Regions from separate parts of the Ovis aries genome. Here regions 2, 3 and 4 are each linked to region 1. Evidence: chromatin contacts called from public Hi-C data. All regions are on one chromosome and are shown on one strand. Each heading gives the region's core, a stretch centred on a gene start, on an enhancer-like site or on the middle of the called end of the contact. The rest is flanking DNA. Distances are from core to core; before and after follow the strand shown. Region 1 holds the start of SOCS2 (suppressor of cytokine signaling 2). Region 2 overlaps LOC105607935 (a long non-coding RNA gene). Region 3 has its middle 170 kb from the start of PLXNC1. Region 4 has its middle 38 kb from the start of PLXNC1.

The links. Hi-C and Micro-C count contacts between places; a contact is called where the count stands out from the background.
Region 2: a Hi-C map of muscle shows a contact between it and region 1, with 6 times the contacts expected there. The contact joins the enhancer-like site here to the promoter of SOCS2 in region 1. A contact is called at or near these places in 4 of 16 Hi-C or Micro-C datasets (liver, muscle, omental adipose tissue and 1 more).
Region 3: a contact with region 1 is called in a Hi-C map of liver, with 5 times the contacts expected there. The contact joins the enhancer-like site here to the promoter of SOCS2 in region 1. A contact is called at or near these places in 7 of 16 Hi-C or Micro-C datasets (hypothalamus, liver, muscle and 3 more).
Region 4: a contact with region 1 is called in a Hi-C map of liver, with 2.4 times the contacts expected there. The contact joins the enhancer-like site here to the promoter of SOCS2 in region 1. A contact is called at or near these places in 3 of 16 Hi-C or Micro-C datasets (liver, muscle and skin fibroblasts).

The regions. Positions count from the first base shown.
Region 1 is chr3:129,871,290-129,876,525 of ARS-UI_Ramb_v3.0, forward strand. It overlaps SOCS2 (suppressor of cytokine signaling 2), which reads left to right and starts at 2,625. Exons shown (of 3, transcript XM_027967202.3): 1 at 2,625-2,850; 2 at 4,291-4,651. The coding sequence starts at 4,513. The region is part of intron 2 of LOC121819095 (a long non-coding RNA gene); the gene reads right to left.
Region 2 is chr3:130,202,207-130,207,437 of ARS-UI_Ramb_v3.0, forward strand. It overlaps LOC105607935 (a long non-coding RNA gene), which reads left to right. Exons shown (of 5, transcript XR_009599886.1): 1 at 1-2,527; 2 at 2,886-2,993. Among named protein-coding and RNA genes, the nearest start is that of PLXNC1, 220 kb to the right of the region's middle. Within about 2 kb of position 2,970, at least 23 of the 54 cell types and tissues checked have an H3K27ac peak or open chromatin away from gene starts, as enhancers often do. A contact at or near this core is called in liver and muscle, where this site is marked.
Region 3 is chr3:130,252,365-130,257,245 of ARS-UI_Ramb_v3.0, forward strand. No RefSeq gene overlaps it. Among named protein-coding and RNA genes, the nearest start is that of PLXNC1, 170 kb to the right of the region's middle. Within about 2 kb of position 3,432, at least 10 of the 54 cell types and tissues checked have an H3K27ac peak or open chromatin away from gene starts, as enhancers often do. A contact at or near this core is called in liver and tail adipose tissue, where this site is marked.
Region 4 is chr3:130,379,415-130,384,104 of ARS-UI_Ramb_v3.0, forward strand. No RefSeq gene overlaps it. Among named protein-coding and RNA genes, the nearest start is that of PLXNC1, 38 kb to the right of the region's middle. Within about 2 kb of position 2,932, at least 8 of the 54 cell types and tissues checked have an H3K27ac peak or open chromatin away from gene starts, as enhancers often do. A contact at or near this core is called in liver, where this site is marked.

The DNA of each region.
Region 1 (5,236 bases), core at 1,375-3,874:
AGTCGCTTCAGTTGTGTCCGACTCTGTGTGACCCTAGAGACAGCAGCCCATCAGGCTCTGCCATCCCTGGGATTCTCCAGGCAAGAACACTGGAGTGGGTTGCCATTTCCTTCTCCAGTGCATGAAAGTGGAAAGTGAAAGTGAAGTCGCTCAGTCGTGTCCGACTCCTAGCGACCCTGTGGACTGCAGCCTACCAGGCTCCTCTGTCCACGGGATTTGCCAGGCAAGAGTACTGGAGTATTAAGAAAAGTCAAATCTAAAGATTCACCCACATCCTGTCACCCTCCAAACAGCTGCTTTTGTTTGGTCACATTCTGTTTTTGCCCACAGGCACACTTAACTTTATAATGTCAAAAGCATAGCATGGATACAATTACACATTCTACTTTTTTTTCACTTAACACAATCTCATAAATATTTTCCTAATATGCGGTTCCTAGGGCCAACAAAATGCTGGACATTGCTGAGACCTTTCAGAGACAGAAGTTAAAAACTCTACTTTAGTACAAAGCTTGGTGCTGCTACAGTTGGCACTGTGTTTACTGTAATCTTTGTGGACAATGACTCTGTAGAGGTGATTCTTGAGCTGGGCCCTGAATGATTACAGTCTGCCACGCACCCAGTCTGGGGAGGGGCATTTCAGGAAGCAGGGAGGGCATGTGCAAAGGTCCTTAGGAGGCTACAGGAAAACACAGTTAAAAAGAGCTGTTGGCAGATTCATTTCATCTGACAATTAAATGGAAATTATTTTATCTTTGCAAAATTAAAAAAAAAAACTTTTTACACTACAGAAAAGTGGGTACACTTTTCCTCTGTGATTCTCTACCAAGGAAGGAGAAGTTAAATGGAATTATTTAGAGCACAATGAACCCTAGTAGATGTAGTGGTTCATTAAGAGTTTCTGGGCCTCAGACCAGACACAAACTCCACTTGGAATCTTATTTGTTCATTCATCCCAATCCCTCGCGCAGAACTGGAATCCAGTCCCTCAATTTTATAGAAAAGGTCTAGGGTCCAAGAAGGGCAAGAGACATACAAACTTATCCATCTCTATTATAGAGGGTTCTAACTAGGGTTCAGTTAGCTCAGTCCTCCACAGTAGACTCTAAGAAACAAAACATGATTCGTCCACGCGACTGCATCGTTGACAAAACCCTCTTTTAGCTGGGAAATGCACTCCTCCCCTTCCTCTCCGGCTAATTTATCAATCATTTGCATAATTATTTACTCAAAAGCAGGAAAATTATTGAGAAAAACCTTTTGTCCACGAGTCCCCAAGGCAGGGAACTGGCTTCTGTTTCCTCGCGGAGCCAGCAGGGGGGGGCACCAGGCAAGGTTTGCGAGTCGAGCCTTTCCCGCCCCCCTCCCCCCCCACCCCGCTCCGCCGCTTCCTCGCCCAACTTCCCCATAGCCGCCGCTTCAACTAAAAGTGGCCATTGACCTTTCAAGCTTTTGTATAGTGATGCAATAGAAGAGTATTTCAAAGAAAAATGGTTATCGAAATGTTGGATCCGGTTTTCCCATGAGTGTTGATGATTTTTTAAAAAGTAGGTCACATTTAAAGTAGGTCACATCTCGGGAGGAGACATGCAGGGAAGGAGATGAGTTTTAACTGAGGCCAGGTGGCCTCCAACCAGGTGGGAGGAGGTGAGGGTCCCTGGGCAGGGAAGAAGAGCTGGGGATCTTTCCGCATTCCCGGTCCCCCAGGCTCCGGTTCTGCGGGAAATCCCAGAGTTGAGCTCTCTCAGGCTGCGGACACGGAGGCGGGCGGGCCACGCGGACCACAGAGCGCGAGGATCTGAGTGTCCCCTCCACGACCGGCGCTGGTGAGCCGGGAGGGCCGCCGGGTGGCCGGAAGGAGACGGCGGAGCGGAGGGAAGGAGGGAGGAGCAGGGCCGGGCCGGTGCGGGAGATCGCGAGCAAGCCCGCCAGAGGGAGGGGACTGAGCGCGACCAGCGCAGCTTAACCAGGCGCCGCTCTCCGCCCGCTGGCAACCTTCTAGGACCCGGGCCCCGGGGACCGCCATCGGCCCACTCCCTTCGGCTCCTGGGCGTGGACCTGGAAGTGGGGGGTGGTCGAAGAGGGGGCTCCCTCACACCACGAATGTGTCTTAGAGCGGGAGGGGCCATTTCCGAGGACCTCTAGTCTCTCCAACACCCCCTCTTCCTGATGTGCGGCCTGGAAGGTCGCCTAGAGAAGGCGCGGAAGGGGTGGGCAACACAACCCTCGGGGGCAGGCCTAGGGGCGAGCATGTCTGTTCATCGCTCGACCCCGGCGCACTGCCTGCACGGCTTGGAGACAGGCTGCCGCCGCGGGAACTGGCTCGGTGGTGGCCCGGGGCTTCTCTTGCGCGTCTCGGAGCACACCCAGGCATTGGGGGTCAGAGGAGGGCGAATTCCCAGGCATCCACCCCGACCGGGTCGGAACCGGAGAGCTCGGAGCCCGTCTCCCCCGAAGCCTGCGCAACTGCGCCGGAGTCTCTTTAAAGCAGTAGCGGGGGCCGCGGTCACGTGAGGTGGATTCCTGGAAAGTTCCTGGAAAGCGGCCTCCGCAGCCGCTGGGCGGGGCGCGCGGGGAGCGCGGACGGGGAGAGAGGCGGGGAGTGAGGGAGGCGCGTACGTCTGGGAAATCGCGCGCACACACCGCTCCCGGGACTGACGTTTAACTCTAGTCTCGCCGCCGCCGCCGCGGCTCGCGGGCCCTGGGCTTGCCCTGAAGCATGAGCCTCCTCGCCCGCCGCCACTGGCGCTGCGCGGGCCACGGACGGCGCGCGCCGGGGCCCCGGGTGCACGGCGTCAGGATCGCCTTTGCCTGCCACTGGGGCGCCGAAGGAGCTCGGGCCGGCAGCAGGTATCAGTCCGGGGAGCCCGAAGGCTCCGCCCCCACGAGGGCTGGGGAGGGCACTGGGGCGCGGCCGCCAGCGCCAGGCAGCCTGGGCTTCCGCAGTTTGGAGCCGCCGGGCTTGAGAGTCGGAATTGTGGCTCTGCCTGGAGGCTGGGAGCTACTGCCTGCTTTCTCCGGTTCTCTCCCGGCGTCTGGAAGTCTCCAGAGTTTTTTTTTTTTTTTTTTTTCCTTCCCCCCTGTAAACTGCCATCCAGATTAATAATCCTTCTAATAACCTGATCTCCCGCTCCTCCCCACCCGCCTGCCTCCCTCCCTGACTCTTTCCTCCCTCCCTATCCCCTTCTCATCTCCTTGGCTGCAGCCGGAGGGAACCCAGCAGCTGCCCCGGGTCGGGGGGCGGGGGCTGTCGGAGCCCGGAGGAGGTGTCTGAGCCTGGCGAGTCGAGGCAGTGGTCCCCAGGACTCACCTTTACTCTGCGCAGAGAACTCCGGACGCCTCCGCCGCTGAGCGCAGGGCTAGTCACCGCCTTGGGCATCTCGTTCCCAAATTAAAAAGTCAACCGGGAAAACGGGCAGACACCCCTCCTCCCGGGCCCCTCCCGGCTCCCCCGCCCAGGGCGGGCTGGAGTCTGCCTGGTGTGGAGGCGGCCACGGCGGTCGAGGCCGAGGTAAGGGCTCGGCGTTGGTTGTCTAGCATGCCCCACAGAGCTCTCAGCCGCGTGCTCGGCCTGGGCTCGGGTCACGGGTCGGAGCCCCCGCGAGGTCTGCGCGCTCGGGCAGATTCCTCGACAGCGCCCGCGGCGGCGGCAGCAGCAGCAGCAGCAGCAGCAGGAGCCGCCCGACCTCGGGAGCGGCAGCCTCGGCGGCCCCCCAACCCGTGCCCCCAGCGTGGGCAGGGGAGCGAGGGAGCCTCTTCTGCGGGGTGGCCGCAGCTCCCGCACCTCCGAGTCCCGGACTGCCGGCTCTGCCGGGGGAGACCCGCGGCGCTCTAGGGCCGGTAACTAGGTTTGTGCCGGGGGCTTCCTCCGGGGCTCCTCGGGCTGTGCAGTGTGAGAAAGGAGTGCCAATTTGGGGACCTCGCCTGTTTCCTTTTCAAATTTCTGCTTGCCCATTAACCACCGTAGCCGCAGGTGACTCTTCGCTCTTCTTCGTCTGCTAGTCTGCGATTTCAGAGAGCGGCCCTCGGCGGGAAATTGCCCGGTTCCTCACCCTCATCCTGTCGGCTCCCCCCGCCCGCCAACGCCCCTTGTGCTTTGGATCCCTGCTGTCTCTCTCTGTCCTTTCTCTGGAACGGGCCAGGGCAGTAACTGGATGCTCGGGGTTAAATGGTGCAGGAGCCCAGACGCGGAGGAGTCCCAGGGATTTTCCACATCCCTGCCTCTCCACCCTCACCCCGGCCGCAGGGGTCCAGTTCCGACTGACCCAACCCTCCACTTTCTCTTTGCAGGCCAACTGTGCGTGAACGCGCCTGCGGGGGATTTGGCCATCGGTGCACCGGAACCCGGGGAGGAAGAGCCTGCAGCGCCCCATCCCCGCCCCCTCCACCACCATTTCGGGGACCCCTCAGGGAGTGGTTTTGGGGTTCCCACTGACTTCTAAGAAGGACGTGTGCCCTTCTCCGACCCCAGCTCGGGCGGCCACCTGTCTTTGCCGCGGTGACCTTTCTCCCATGACCCTGCGGTGCCTCGAGTCCTCCGGGAATGGCGCGGAAGGGGCGCAGAGCCAGTGGGGGACCGCGGGGTCGGCGGAGGAGCCGTCCCCAGAGGCGGCGCGTCTGGCGAAGGCCCTGAGGGAACTCAGTCACACAGGTAGGGAGCGGACCCGTCCCGACGCGTGCGAGAAGGGGGCGCCTCCCCCGAGACGGGGATGGGGCTGGGCTGGCGAGGCTGGGATCCCCGCCGCGGGGCAGGCGGCTCGCGGAGAGGATGCCGCACGGCTCTGGATCCTTGGGAATGCGAAAGGAAAGTGGTTCCTGAGGGACTCCAAGGCCCAGAGGAGGGCAGAGCTCGAGGAGGGTTCCTTGGAAATCGACTCTTAGGGCGCTGGCGCTTTAGCTATTTTCCGCGGCTGCTTGGGGGTCGGCACTCGGGCTCGGAACCTAGCCGGAGATAGTGACAGCGCCTTTCCTGTCCGCGGGTTGCGAGGGCAGCGAGTGGGCCCTGGGCTGCCAGCAGCTTCAGCTGCATCCGGCTCCTGGGCCCGGCAGCCGCTGCAGCCTGGAATCTTGGCAGCCAAGTTCAGGGACCGACAGATTGCCGGGCAGGCGACTGCCGCAAAGCCGGGAGGAGGGCGGACTGCGAAGCCCCAGGCGAGCCTAGGGCTGGTTTCTAGGGGCAGCCTTGCGCTTTGCGCGGCTCTCTGTTGTCTTTCGGCATCTGAAAGAAGATAAGATG
Region 2 (5,231 bases), core at 1,720-4,219, 330 kb after region 1:
TCAACATCAGTCTGAACATGTTAAATGGAAAACCCCAGAAACAGACAATTCATAAGCTTTAAATTGCACATCATTTTGGGTCACGTGATGAAATGTTGCATCTTGCAGCTCTGTCCTGCCCGGTATGTGAATCATCCCTTTGTCCGCTGCATCTCACCTGTTACTTGGAAGGCGTCTTGGTTATTAGATCAACTGTCATAGTATCACAGTGCTTGTGTTCAAGTAACTTTTATTTTCTTTAATAAGGACCCCAAAGCACAAGAGTAGTGATGCTGGCAATTGGGATATTCTCTTACTCTGCTTAATATTTCATAAATAAAACTTTCTCACAAGTATTTATGTATAGGAAAAGCATATTATCTTATATATGTATCTGGGGCTTTCCAAATAGTATGGTGGTAAAGAATCCACCTGACAATGCCTGAGACACAAGAGATGTGGGTTCAATCCCTGGGCTGGGAATATCCCCTGGAGTAGGAAATGGAAACCCACGCCACTATTCTTGCCTGGAAAATTCTATGGACAGAGGAGCCTGGTGGGCTACAATCCATGGGGTCACAAAAGAGTCGGACACCACTGAGCTCACACACACACACACACACACACACACACACACACACACACACTCCTTTTCTTTAAAGTTGCTCAGTTGTGTCCTGTTCTTAGGCCTGAATACTGGAGTGGGTAGCTGTTCGCTTCTCCAGGGGATCTTCCCAACCCAGGGATCAAACCCAGGTCTCCCACATTGCAGGTGGATTCTTTATCAGCTGAGCCACAAGGGAAGCCCAAGAATACTGGAGTGGGTAGCCTATCCCTTCTCCAGCAGATCATCCTGACCCACAAACTGAACTGAGTTCTCCTGCACTGCAGGCGGACTCTTTACCAACTGAGCTTTCAGGGAAGCCCCTCACACACATACGTTTATAATATTATCCATATTTTCAGTCATCCCTTGAGGGAGCTTGGAATGTATCCCCCACAGATAAGGGGGAATGACTGTACTAGAATTACAGTGTTTGCTTCTGGTGAGGGAAGCATGTGAGAATTAGTTTTACAACAGTGCCGCCTGGCCGCCTTTTCTGACACTCCATTAGTTTGGTTCAGAGAGACTCACTCCCGCAGGTCCCCTATGGGAACCTCATCTGGTGAGAATAATTCTGTAGGAGCAAGTGAGTCTCTGGGTCCGTGCAGGAAAAGTGATGCCTTAGAAAGAGGAGATGCTTTTTTCCACAGGGCCCCTGCTGTTAGCCGGTGCTCAGCTGTTCGAGCTAGTTAGCACAATGAAGTCTTTTTCTGAGAGGGAACTATTTGGGAATAAACTTCCATGGATACCTCCTCAAACACCCCTCCAACTCCCCCCCCCCCCCACCTTGGCTGTTAGCCTTTAAGAAAATAGAAGGAACAGCTTGATGGGGGTTTTCCTAGAAAAGCCCTTCGATGGGCCCATTATAGAAAAGAAGCTGTTTTTGTTTTCTTTGATTAATCACAGGGTCTTGTTTCCCAAAGCAAATGTGGCCTTGGATCTTCCAGTGAACACGGCCACAAAGGAAAGGCCATGGTTGCCTGGAGCTTGACAAGGACCCTGAGACTTCGTTGGGGTGGGGCCAACTGTGGCTCTGTCCTCAAGGACTCGGCTCTTCATTTCTTACCATTGAAGTGGCTCAGGTTACCCGTTTCCTTTGTGTTTTTCTGCCAGTGTGAATAAGAGAAATATTAGCCTTTAAAGATTTCTTTACAGTTCCTTGAAAGCTGGCTAGATGAAGTCAGCCAGAGAATTATATAACAGCAAGCCTCATTTAAAGCGACAGTGCCTTTCTATAGGACTGTGGGGTTTCATTGACCAGTTTTCATTGACCAGCTATAAATTATAAAGAAAAAGATACAAATTTTATGAAAAAAAGATAGAGGGACCCTCCCAGTTTTACTTTCTGTTCTTTCACTGAAAGGGATACAATTTCTAGGGTGTTAATTTTTTCTAAAAAGATACAAAACCTCTTTCAAGAAAGATAAGAAAAAAATCACGTTCATTAACCTCAGGCATTTATAGCATGCTTAATCATGTTTGAATTAAGTAGAAAAAAAATAATGAAGAGAAAATCTTTCTAAAGCATTCGTTTGTTTCAAGAGTTTTTGTGAAATTTTATAAATATTCAGCTTTTTTCCCCTCTCAAATGGAACCAGACCCTTTGAGGTAGGGAAGGATTCAAGCATCAGATAATCTGCTGCTACAGTGTTTTCTGTGGTGCTTGAATACCTCTCAAAGTACCCACCAGTCATTAATTCAACTGTTATTTCCATACGCCCTTGGTTTGCCCTTCTCTATCTTTCCATTTTAGAGATAAGAAAACTGAGGCTCAAGGTTTCTGTGACATGCCTGGCAGCACACAGCTCAAGTGGAGACCACATTCTGCGAGTCTGTCTTTCTCTGGCATCACCCTCAGAAGGCCCCCGTTTCCTTTCCTCTGTACCAGTAGTATTCAGCCAAGAGCAGCTCTGCCTTTCAGGGGACATTTGACAACATCTGCAGGTATTTTTTGATTGTCACAACTGGTGGAGGGGAGCGCGGTGTAGGTGCTACTGGCCCTCAGTGGTTGCAGGTTAAGGATGCTGCTAAACCTCTGGCAGGGCACAAACGGCCCCTACAAAGAAGTACCTGGTGCCAAAGGCAATAGTGCAGAGAAGCCGTGGTCTGCATCCGAAGGAAACTCCAACCTCTGGGAGCTGCCAGAGCTCCTCTGCCCAGCGGCAGGCTTGGCCTCTGTCCTGCGGCTGCCATAGGAGCCACTGTCCAGAATGCCCTTTGGCAGTGGCCAGGCATCCCCTGCGGAGTCCCCTACAGGACATGCGGTGCATCGGCTGGAGCTGATGTGTGTTATAATTTATAGTCACAGGGCGCCTGTCTTCATTTAGCAGCAAGCCCGCTGGCAGCCACCCTGCCGGGGAGGAAGCAAGTTCCACAGAGGCCCACAGCCCCCGCCAGCTAACAGCCCGAGGTATTTGGGGACGGCTGCTGCTTGGAGGCACCTGGGAATAGGCGGGGGTGGAGAGGGCGCTGAGCACGTGGTCTCCCCGACCAACCCATCCGTCAGCGGTGGCCCTGCCAGAAGATGGCCTATTGAACATTTCCAGGAATAGCACTGCCAAGCCTGTCAACTGCTTTCTTGGAAATACACTCAATAAGGATGGCGGGCCTCCAGCAGGGAGAGCGGAAAGCCTGGCCTGGACTGCAGGGCTCAGAAATGCTAGTGCAAGGCTGCAGGCCCTATCAGTGCCTTGGGGGAGGGAGCAGTGCTCCCTGGGTTTGGGAGCCTACCAGCTTCTGGGGTCATTGAGAAATGTTTTCAGCCTGGAAGGGAGAGGACCACACCTTTCAAAAGGCCAGGCCCTGCTGACTTCTGCAATCTTGTGACCTTTAGACGCTTGCTGTGTTCCAGCCACCAGCAGACTGGAAGGCTCTCCAGCTTGGAGGCCAGGTATTAACTAGGTTTTACCTGTCAGCAGTGACTGACCTCAGTGTCATCTGGGGAGCCTTGGCCATCACTCCTTTTCATGTCAGCTTCACTCTCAAGTAGAGCCAAAGGAGCACAAGAAAAGCAGGGTATTCCCCCACCCCACCCTGCTCCCAGCCCCTGCACCGTCCTTTCTCAGTCACAGTGAAGACAGAGCAAGTTACAGGCAAAGATGTGACGACTGAAAGAAAAGTATTGTAATCCACCCTTCCCCTACACCCCTGCAGAAGTAACCTTTCTCCTCACAGAGGCCTGACATTCCTGTTGAAATTTCACCACTTGGGACCCTTTGTCGTCTGAGCTACAGCCTTCTCTAGCCTCTGGGGTGCCCAGGCTTGGGGATGCCCTAAGGAGACCAGCTGCCTTCAAAGAAAAACCCTTTGAAGATGTAGGCAGTATAAAAAAGCAAGAAATGAAAAACTACTGTCTGCAGGGTTCAGGAAGTATTGTTCCCTCACCCTTTAACAGTAATAATAGAGTTACAAAGTTTACTGCCGAGCTGGTATGGGACATCTTTCCATTTCTAAAAGCCACCAACTTGCAGGACAAACATTATTCGAGGCCCACACTGAGCTACAGTTAGTCGGCGGTAGGGCCGCCAGTCCCTGGAGGAGGAAATAGTCACCCACTCCAGTATTCTTGCCTGGAGAATCCCATGGACAGAGGACCCCACCAGTTCGTGGGGTCACAAAGAGTCAGACAGGACTGAGGTGACTTAGCATGCACCCAGGGCTGCCAGTCTATTCTCAGACACCCAAATAAATTTAAATTTCAGAAAACAACAGATACTTTTTTCAGTATAAGTTTATCTGAAAGTCAAGTTTATCTGGGCATTGTGTGTTTTTATTTGTAAAATATTGTCACTTCTCTTTGGAGGATAGTGACCTAGTTGTTAATAACAGGGAACATCAATACACATTTAGCACATATAAAAAATCATAGAAGAGGAAGAAGGCAGGAAAGGAGAAGGGTAGCAACGAAGGAAAGAGGAAGATCAAGAAGAAAGGAAGACAGATATAATGAAGGAGAAAAAAAATCTAAGTGAAAGAGAAATGGGAAGTACTGAGAAATGGGATGAAAACGTCTCTGAAGGACCTAAAATGCTTTATGATGACAGTTCACAGGCTGCCATTTCCCTGGGAAATGCCGTTTCCTTAGCTAGCCACTGTTTCTGGATCTTCTACAGTTCTTTGTTCTGTCTGGTAAAACCCACAGTGACCACTTGGGAGAAATGAGTCCTCAAGCTCCAGTGGCAGTATGTAGGCCAATATTACCTTGGAGGCATGCTGAAACCAAACCTAAGCCTCTGTCCAACCCTAAGACCTGCCTGCCACCCACTCACCCCACCCGCCCACACCCGAACTGCTGCTATCAGGGGACTGTGGATTTTCAAAGAATTGTAATCTGAATAATACGGTGGGGCTAGTTGTCACAACTCTGGAAACTTTTGTTTCCAGTGATGTTTCAGAAAATCAGCTTCTTTTGCCTCGGGGTGAACGTGGTGAGGAGCAGGGTGTGCATGCCAGCAGCGATTTCCTGAATCATGAATCCCCTTATTCTCTGACCTGCAGAGGGGCACCAGGTTGGCCTAATCTGAAGAGAAGAAGCCTTGATTGGCTTGTAGGGGCATGAGAGAGGCAGGCCTCACAGGGAGACGGTGTCATGGTGGTGGTGGTGGTGGGAAGGAGGGGACCCTGCCTAGGAGCCTTTCATCACGTGTGT
Region 3 (4,881 bases), core at 2,182-4,681, 380 kb after region 1:
CATCATTTGACGTTGCTGATCATGTTCTTCCCCATAAAACGCTTTCTTTCCTGGCTTCTAGGATACCGCTCTCAGCCCTTCTGCTGAGAAGTGCCCTTTCAGGCTCCTTTGCTAAATGTTTTCCAATTTCGTGACCTCTAAACACTGACATGCCAAAGGACTCAGCCCTTGGACTTCTTCTCTCTCCTCTCTATATTCACTCCCTAGGTGATCTCATTTAGTCCCATAGGCATAAAATTTATCTAATGATAAAAACACTTGCCTTTCTATCCCCACCTTGATCTCTTCCCTAAATCGCAGACTTCTATATCCAAGTGTCCACTCAACATTTCCACTTGCGTGCCTAAGATCTTGTAGTTGGAAGACTGGAGCCCCAGGAGAGCTGGTGTGTAGTTCCCGTAAGTCTAACATCCTGAGAACAGAAGGGCTGGTGGTGGACGTTCTAGTCCAAAAGCCACCAGGCTCCAGACCCAGGAAGAGCCAGTGTTTCAGTCTGAATCTGAAGGCCGAACAAAAACACTATCCCAGGTCCAGCAGCCTAGCAAGAAAAGAGAGGGAGGGTCAGCCTTTTTTGTTCTATTCAGGCCTTCAACTGATTAAATGAGGCTCCCTCACATTAGGGAGGGTAATCTGCTTTAGTCTACCAATGCAAATGATAATCTCACTCTCACAGACACCAAGAATAATGTTTGACCAAATGTCCCGGTGCCCTGTGGCCCAGTCAAGTTGACACATAAAATTAACCATCGCAGTTGCCCAGAGAAAAACCTCGGAGTCGTCCTTGACTTTTCACTCTCGTCCTCCATATCAAATCAATTAGCAACCCCCAAAGGCTCTCTCCCTTCAAAATGTGGCCAGAATTTGACCATATTCCGTCACCTCTTCCACTACCAGCCCCTGTCTGCCGTTGTCTCTTGTCTAGATGATAACTGCCCCTCGTTTACGATTGTTCTCATGTCCCCTTCTATCCTAAGCACAGTGGTCAGAGTGATGCAGTTAAAATGTATCAGCTCCTGTCACCACTACATAGAAATCTCTGACTTCTCAGGTCATTTTGAAAAACCGTCCCCCCGCTACCTCACTCACCCCATCTCTTCCCATCCTCCCAGCGCTCACACCACATCAGCCACCCTGACATATTTGCTGTGCCTCAAACCCATGTGCCCAGCACATTCATTTCAGAGCCTATGCATGTACTTTCCCCTCTGTTTTGAAGGTTTCTCCCCAGGTGTTTTTAAGCCTCACTCCCTCGCCTGCTCTATCTCGATCTCTGCTCCATGCAGAAGACACTTTATTTAAAACAGCACACTCCATCGCTGCCTCTCTGCGCCCCCATCACTGTCTTTCTCCATCCTTCACATTGTTTTTCTTTACAGAACTTGCTATGACTGGCACATAGAAAATACTCAGCAATGTTTTGTTCATGCATAAATGAATTAACAAGTCAATTAGCTAATTAATGTCAGAAAGCAGTCAAATCATTGGCTTAACCATCCTGCAGAACTGTTACTACACAGAGCTGACCATAAACAATAGCTTCCATACAGAGATCCATAATTATAGAATTTCCCTTGAGATAGCAAATTATTGTCCTACATGCAACTATAAACCAGAATACTATTTACTAATTTTTCTTACCTGCCAGGATTCTAGGAATCTAGACATTATTAAAGCCTCAAACAAAGGAAATGGAGACTGGGAAAAAATGTTCTGTGTATATCAGTCTTTAAATTGCTGGTGTCTGCTGCTCAATGCAGCAGGCACTAAGGGCCCAGCAGTCAGTGGGCCCTGTGGGATGAATCAGCAACTGTCTTCTCATTGAAAGAGATGGATAATGGAGGGCTGTTCTTCACATCCTTACTGATGTTATGTTGTACTTTTAGAGTTACAGCAATAACAGCTGTAGCTTAATGAGCCTCAACTGCAAAGTGTTCTGTGTTAAGTGCTTTACTTTTAATTCTTTTAACCCTCATTATTGCCTTAGGAGCAATATGATATTTCTTTTACAGGAGACTGAGACTCAGAGTTATGTCCCTTTCTTGGCTCACATAGTAAAAGAATATGAAAATAGAATTCCAACCTAAACCAGTGTGAGTCCATAACCAGCAGAACTCATGAGGATGTTTCTTTTTCAAAATGTAGGGCAATTTCCTCTCATTTTCAATTGCATTTCTTAAAGGTGCCATGGGTCTTTGATATCTTTTGTTTGGCGTCTTCATTAATGTTACTGAGGACCCTCCCCTTAGGATTACTGGCCTTTGTGGTACAAGAGAGAGAGTGGATGCAGCCTGGCTAGAGGATCTTAGGAGACTTCGTTGACTCCTTAATGGCATTGTTCCATGTGACTTGTGAGGACATGTGATTTGTGACTTAGACCATGGAGACTATATCACAGTAGACTATGAGACCACTGTAGTAGACCATCTCAAGTTAAAGGTAAAAACTCTAAAAACAGTTTTTACAGGTTAAGCCTCCTTGCTACGCTTAGATGTCTTCTCATAATTTTCCCCTCAACGTGGTCCCCTTACATCATCTTAGTCACTCCAAAGTAAGCAGCGAGGCCATTGTGAGTGAAGAGGGTCTCAACAAAGATGAAAACATGGCCTCTGCCCCAGTTTGGGAATGTCTGTTACGCTGGGCAGGCCTCACCTGGCGATCTTATCCGCTTGAGAACTCTCGGCCTCTTGGTGCACAGAGTATCAGGTCATAGCACTGGAAAAACTAAAAATGGATCCTGAAGCTCCAGATGTCTCACCTACAAGTACATCATGTAAAACCTCCTGAGTCTTCTTCACTATAAAGCCAACTCCATAGTTTTCATAAACCCTAAACATTCTAGCCCTTTCTGTATAATCACACTATGATCATAATTGGAGACTGATGGCACAACACCTTATCTGAAAGGGAATTTGGGCTCTAAAGAGGGACGAGAGGACTTCACTGGTGGTCCAGTGGTTAAGACTCCACCTGCCAATGCAGGGGACACAGGTTCGATCCCTGGTCCAGGAAGATCCCACGTGCCACAACTGCTGAGCCCACACTCTCGAGCTTGTGCTCCACGACAAGAGAAGCCGCTGCAACGAGAAGCCCACACATGGCAACTAGAGAGGAGCCCCCACTCACTGCAGCTAGAGAAAGCCTGGGCGCCACAATGAAGATCCAGCACAGCCAGAAACAACTTTAAAAAAAAGAAAAGCAATGACGAAAGCACCCTCCTGGGGAACCAAGGGAAAGCATACCCACGCCAAGCTGCATTTTTGGCATACCTCAGCTCTTAAAGCACATTCTATTTCCATTTGAGGAGTTCCACTTGTAAAGTCTCCACAACAGTTAACTTTCTTTTGGTCTTTCTATGGATGACACAGTAGACATTTCCTCTCCTAGTAATTTGAACAGTGGAATTGGGTTATGATTCCCCCCCTCCCCCTGCCACCATTCTAGCCAATGGCCTCTGCTCGTCATTGCTAGACAGTTGGCCCAGTGTCTATGGTTTAGTCTTTGGGGTTTTGCCGCACATATTCTGGCAGTCAGCTTCTTCCTATTTTCTGGAAGAGTTGAGTTTGCTTACCCTCCTCCCCAGGTTTGGGTTGATCTGTTCTCAGCTTTAATTGCTGCATTCATGAAATCTTGCCATAATCATTTCTTTAACCTCTGCGCAATTCAGAGATATTTGACTGTAGTAGCTGCCAAGGTTCTGGCTCACGCTTTAGTCATTGCCTGACTGTACCATTCTGAGACTAGACTCCTGGCTGCCCTTCCCATTTATCTGCCAAAACCCTATAGCCCATTTCAAGAATTTTCTTTTTTTCAGTTTCTCTGTGACTTTCAGGTTAACCTATTATTTGGTCAGTTTCATTGCTTATCTTTATCTAGAGATTATGTTTTAACTTCCTACTTGTTGGAAGCTTGGACTGTCACCCTGATGTAGTAATCAAATTTTGGCTTGGTACTCTGGTGTATTTCTCATAAACTCTCCTGTCCTATTTCCCCTTCCCTTAATGACCTTTTCAGCTGATGTCATATTTGGGCTGGTTGCCCCAAGAAATGGGAGAGGTTGGGTATGATGACACTAAGCAAACATCCCTGCTGCTGCTGCTAAGTCACTTCAGTCGTGTCTGACTCTGTGCGACCCCATAGACGGCAGCCCACGAGGCTCCCCTGTTTCTGGGATTCTCCAGGCAAGAACACTGGAGTGGGTTCCTTCTCCAATGCATGAAAGTGAAAAGTGAAAGTGAAGTCGCTCAGTCGTGTCTAACTCTTAGCGACCCCATGGACTGCAGCCTACCAGGCTCCTCTGCCCATGGGATTTTCCAGGCAAGAGTACTGGAGCGGGGTGCCATTACCTTCTCTGAATAAAAATGCAACAAGGGGAAAAAAAAACCAAAACACTGGGCTCTTCACCTGGACCATACGGCATTTGAAAGGAAGTGAAATTTTCTCTTTTCAAACAAAATGCCTGCCCAAGTCTACTCTTATTACCAAGCATTTCAGGGGAGACTGTGTGGGGAAAGTTTCTCCCAGTTCTATCTCCCTGCACCTCTGATCACAGCACAACTGTGCAGACTTAATGTCCTCTTCCCCGTGGATAAACCCAAGAGATGGAGCCCATTAGCCACCATATGGTCTGGAGAAACTACACTAAGAGAAGGTTGCATGAGACTGAACCTCATGCCCAGGTCTCCAGAGGCACCTCCTGTTACCCTGCTATGTTCAGTTTATACGACCAGATATTAAAAGAGAAGAAGCCAGTTGTGTCTTCCACCTGGATGTTTCAGGAAACTCCATGGCTATTAATCACTCAGTAACTTCTCACTGGGCCAACAAGAAGACAGCTGTACCGGGTAACCTCAGACACGGAGCCTTTCCACATGTTACTGTTAA
Region 4 (4,690 bases), core at 1,682-4,181, 510 kb after region 1:
TTGTCTCCATGAAAGCTCTGGAGGAGAACCACATGAGGCCCCTCCACTGAAGGGCAGACCTTTGCCAGGGGCTCTCTAGGTGAGGGGTGCCCTCTGCATCAAGGAGCAAGCAGAGCAGAAGGTCACCTTGCAGATTCCTGCCCTGCGGCGGGCAGTTCTCTGGAGCGGGCAGGAGTCGGGGTGGGAGGATGAAGCTACATCACCTCCTTTTAGGGAATTGCTCCTCCCTATTCCATGAGTTCAGCATGTAGCTGGACAGTCACATCCAAAGCTCCGAAGAGAAAAATGATCTGGAAATACAGGTTTAAAAACAGGTGCAAGTGGCACCTGAAGTCTTGAAAGGGAATCAGAAATCTTGGGGAACATATGTGAACTAACAAGAGAAGACTAACAGCTGATCTCTAGAAAACATCGACATTGCAGGGTGAGCGGGATAAGAAACAGGGGAAAGGGTAAGAGGGCCAGGGGAAAGGCATGACCAAGGAGGGAGAGAGTCTTTAAGAAAAAGGGCATGGCCAGCAGTGCCAACCAGAAGTCTACCAAGAGGAGCTGCACTGAGGATCCAGCTGGTAATCCAACTGTTGGCTGGTATTCACTGTTGCCCAGGCAACAGCATCCTGTCCTTTGAATAGGTCTGGCTCTGTGTATGGAGGTAGCAGGGAGAGCGAAAAGATGCCAGAGGTGTAGGACACAGAACTGGCGAAGATTCTGAGGAAGGTTAACCTCAGCAAGGTTTGTAAAGGACAGTAGGAATTAGCCAGCTGCCAAGAATGGAGGGGAAACTATTCCAGACTGAAAGGGTGCTAAGGGAACACCCTGGGACCTGCCAGTAGTCTAACAGGCCTGGATGGTTGGGTGTACACGGTACAGTCATGAGAGAGAGGCTAGGGAAAACACCAGGGCGAAATGACAACAGGGCTTTTGGTCTTTTTAAGAAGCTTGCATTTTCTTTCAAGGCAACAGGGAGCCCCCAAGATATTTTAAGCATAAAGCTAATATGAGCACATTTGCATCTTGGACTGATCACCCTGGCAACAGAGAGAAGCTATTACTTTAAGGCAAGGTGAGAAATTACGAAGGGCTGTGGCAGTGAGGATGGATCTGTGATATATTAAGGAAGAAGATTCGGCAGGGCATTTTCAAATGGCAACCCACTCTAGTATTCTTGCCTGGAGAATCCCATGGACAGAGGAGCCTGGTGGGCTACAATCCATGGGCTCACAAAGAGTCAGACACAACTGAGCGACTTTCAATTTTATATAATACTTAGTGGTAAAGTTAAAATTCAACACCCTAAGTCAGGCTTAGTGTGCAAAGACTGCTAGTAACAGAATCTCTGGGTTTGGCTCCCCCAAATAAAACCTATATATACCATCTTCCTTGCAGTTATAAGGGCCATGTATCTCAGCTCTGTCCGATAACTTGTAAGTGGATGAGTCTTATTATGGGAACCCTCTTTATAATTTATCTGTCACCCACCCTTTGCCCCTTTATCCTTTTCTCCCTCCTGCTGGATGTGATGGCTGGAACTTGGACCTTGGACCATCTTGGACCTTGAGATGACCATGAACTTAGGAATGGAGGTTAAGCAGAGAAATTAGGCAGAAGGAATCCCCTGGTCCTTGAAGGCTTCTTGGGGCCGAGTTTCCCTATCAGCCCAGGAGTACCTAACTCCAGACTTTCATAGTAGAGACAAACCTTTTTATCTCTTGTTTAAGCCCCTGTTGTATGGAACTTCTTTTATCCTCTTACCTAATTAACTGGACCTGATCCTAACTAATAAAGCTCTCATTTTTAGCTGTTAATAAAATCCCAAATCCTGGGAGTCATTAGCCTGTACCACTACTCAGCCTTTATTAGCATATTCCTTTTGTCTCCAGTGCTTTTTTGCATCCTTGGTTGAACATCCAGCCCAATTCCTAGTAAGTGCTTAATAAACACTGAGGAGGAGGAGGAGGAGGTAGTACCTAGAATTGTTGTTTTCAGACCTTGTTAGTCATCAGGCCTCAGGAGAAAACTGTAATGTAAATTTCATCATGCAAAATATCTGATGCCTTGCCTCGTGGCACCGAGCCCAGGAGTGTGAAGGAGTAAAGAGGAGAGTCCAGCAAGAATGACTCTATTACTTCACCTGCGGACGTGCAGCCTTGAAGGCACTGACTCATCTGTTTGAGGGGCGGGGACAGAATTTCTGTCAATTGGCAGCACTGTGAGCATTAGGGTGAATAAAGAGGAAAGCTGTGCCTCAGATTCAGGTGAAGATTTCAGCTGGCACGCTCTCCCAGCAGCCTCTGCTTCTCCTTGGCAGCACATATCTCATCTATAGCAAAGTAATGTCTCCTGCAATTATTTGTTCAGTGTGTCTCCCCAAGTAGAGCATGGGTCCACCGAAATCAGGAACCAAGCCTGCTTTCTTCGCCCCAGTACCTGGAGCACAGAAGGCATTCAGTAAAATCCTGCTTGGAAAATAAATGAATCAGTCCACCTTTTCATTCAGAGGAAAGAGCTTAACAAATAGAATCCATCCAGCTCTATGTGGGAAAACCCCTTTGCAAGTTTTAAAGGAAAGTATTGTGTGGATAAGATTGTTCACTGTGTGGATGAACAATGAGACCTCTTCAGGAGTCTGGACCCTAAGTCAGCTTCCTTAGCTCCACTTTCATCCAGCCAGGTAAGCTCTATTACCCAGTGCTTGAGGAAGGGCAAATGAATTTTAAAATTCACTTAATGTTCACAAGAAAAATGAACAGTGGGTCTTCTGGAGCAAAGGTATTCAAAGGCTATGTCCAAGGTCTGACAGAAGTGACTTTTCAGTTTTCCTCAAGACAGGGCTGCAGGCACCTGGGGTTGGGGGTCTAAACCTAGACCTAGCAGGGCGTGGGGCCGGCGGGCGGAAGTGTGTTTGCCTGGCGGGGAGCCGGCGCGAGGGGAGGGCGCCCTCTGCCGTGGGTGAAGGAAAATGCGTCCCCACGCTCGTCTCTCAGTCTCTCCGGAACCTCGGGAGTAAATACTAACTTACAGGGGCAATAGTAGAGGGGAAGAAAAAACAACTCAAACTGTCAGCCAGGAAGCGCTCTTCACAAGCATTTCCCAATCCCCACCCTTAGAGCCCTAAACTTTTTCCGACTCAAAGGGGAATGACTGTGTTTAATTGCACCTTCTGAAGGCTCAGATCCCTGGAAACCGGAATGCTCCGGGTCTCCCCACTTCTCATCTTTTAAGTCCAAAGAACAAAGAGATTGCTTGAGATGACCAGAAATGGCAGCTTTTATATGACCCACAGGACCCTATTGTGACCAAATCATCTCCCCTTTTCTGGGTTCTGGAGCGCAGGTGCAGGGAAAGAGCCCAAGAGCTGCCTAAGCTTGGAACTGGACCTGGGGGCACCCCGCGGTGGAGGCCCCGGAACCAGCCAGGAGACACCCTTTAGGCCAGGAGCCTGGACCCACCTGTGCCCTCCTGGCAGCTCCCCAAAGCGAGGGAGGGGCGCTCCGACCCACATGGCCGCTGAAGCCTGCTCTGCTCCCAGCCTCGCATTCTGGTCGCTCAAATGCAAAATCTGGAGACTTGAATTAGATGGACAGGTGACCCTAACCTGCCAAGCCCCTGATCCTGTGGTCCGTTTTTAGACTCAGACTGTGTCAGTGGAGGGAGTTGAGGAAGATGGGGTGCTTTCGAGTATGAACCAGGGGAAATAATGGGTGAGGGCCGTCTACCCGGCTCCCTTCATAGAAAAGCCTGAACTGCTTTCTGAGACCCGGGGCTCTCTTTACTGAATCGGGAGTGACACCTAGTGGCACCTGCTCCTCACCAACACAGCGGGGCTGGTGCTCCCTGGGGCTTCGGAGGCGACTCTTGCCCGCTGGTCGCTAAAAGCCTTGGGAGCACCGGGTGCCACTGATGTTCCTGGGACTTCCCGGGAAGCGCTGTCAGGCCTACGTCAACAGCGCGTTCCCGGCAACGTAGGCAACTCCAGTTTACCTGCTCTTCCTATCTGTAGAGCTGGCTTGGGCGCGTCATCTCTCACTCTCAGGCAGCAAGTGAAGTATTGAGCTGGAAGCTGCTGTAGATGCTCGGGGTTCAAACATGACCAGGTCTTAGTTCTTCCCCTCAAGGAGCTCACAGCCCAGAGGGGAGGCAACAGAGAGGAAATAACAGTGGACAAATGTTAAAAGAGTGCGTTGGATGCTGGGGGGTGGGGGGTGGGTGTTGGAGGTGGATCTAACTCTTCCTGGAGGCATTGAGGAAGGCAGAAATCCTTGAGCTAGATTTTGAAGATTAGATGGTGTGGTAGGCAGAATTCTAAGATGGTTCCCAAAGTTCTCAGCTCCTCCTCCCCCCCCCCCCACCCCCCCACCCCCACACACATTCCCCCAGGTACTCAGGAAATACTAATTTAGGTGCAGTGGTAAGAGATTTTACATATGCAATTAAAGGTCCCAAATCAGCTGACCTCAAAATCTGGAAATTATCTTTGGTGGGCCTGACTTCAGCAGGTGAGCCTTGAGTGTAATTATACTTTTTCCTGGTAAAAGATTAGAAGCATGCAAAGGATTTATTAGGGGCAAGATTCTTCTCTTCTGCTAGCTGTCAAGATGAAGGGGGTCAGTGGCAAGGAAACTGGGCAGCCCTTAGAAGCTGAGAGTAACCCCCGACTGACTGCCAGCCAAGAAAGAGGAGAAATTAAGTT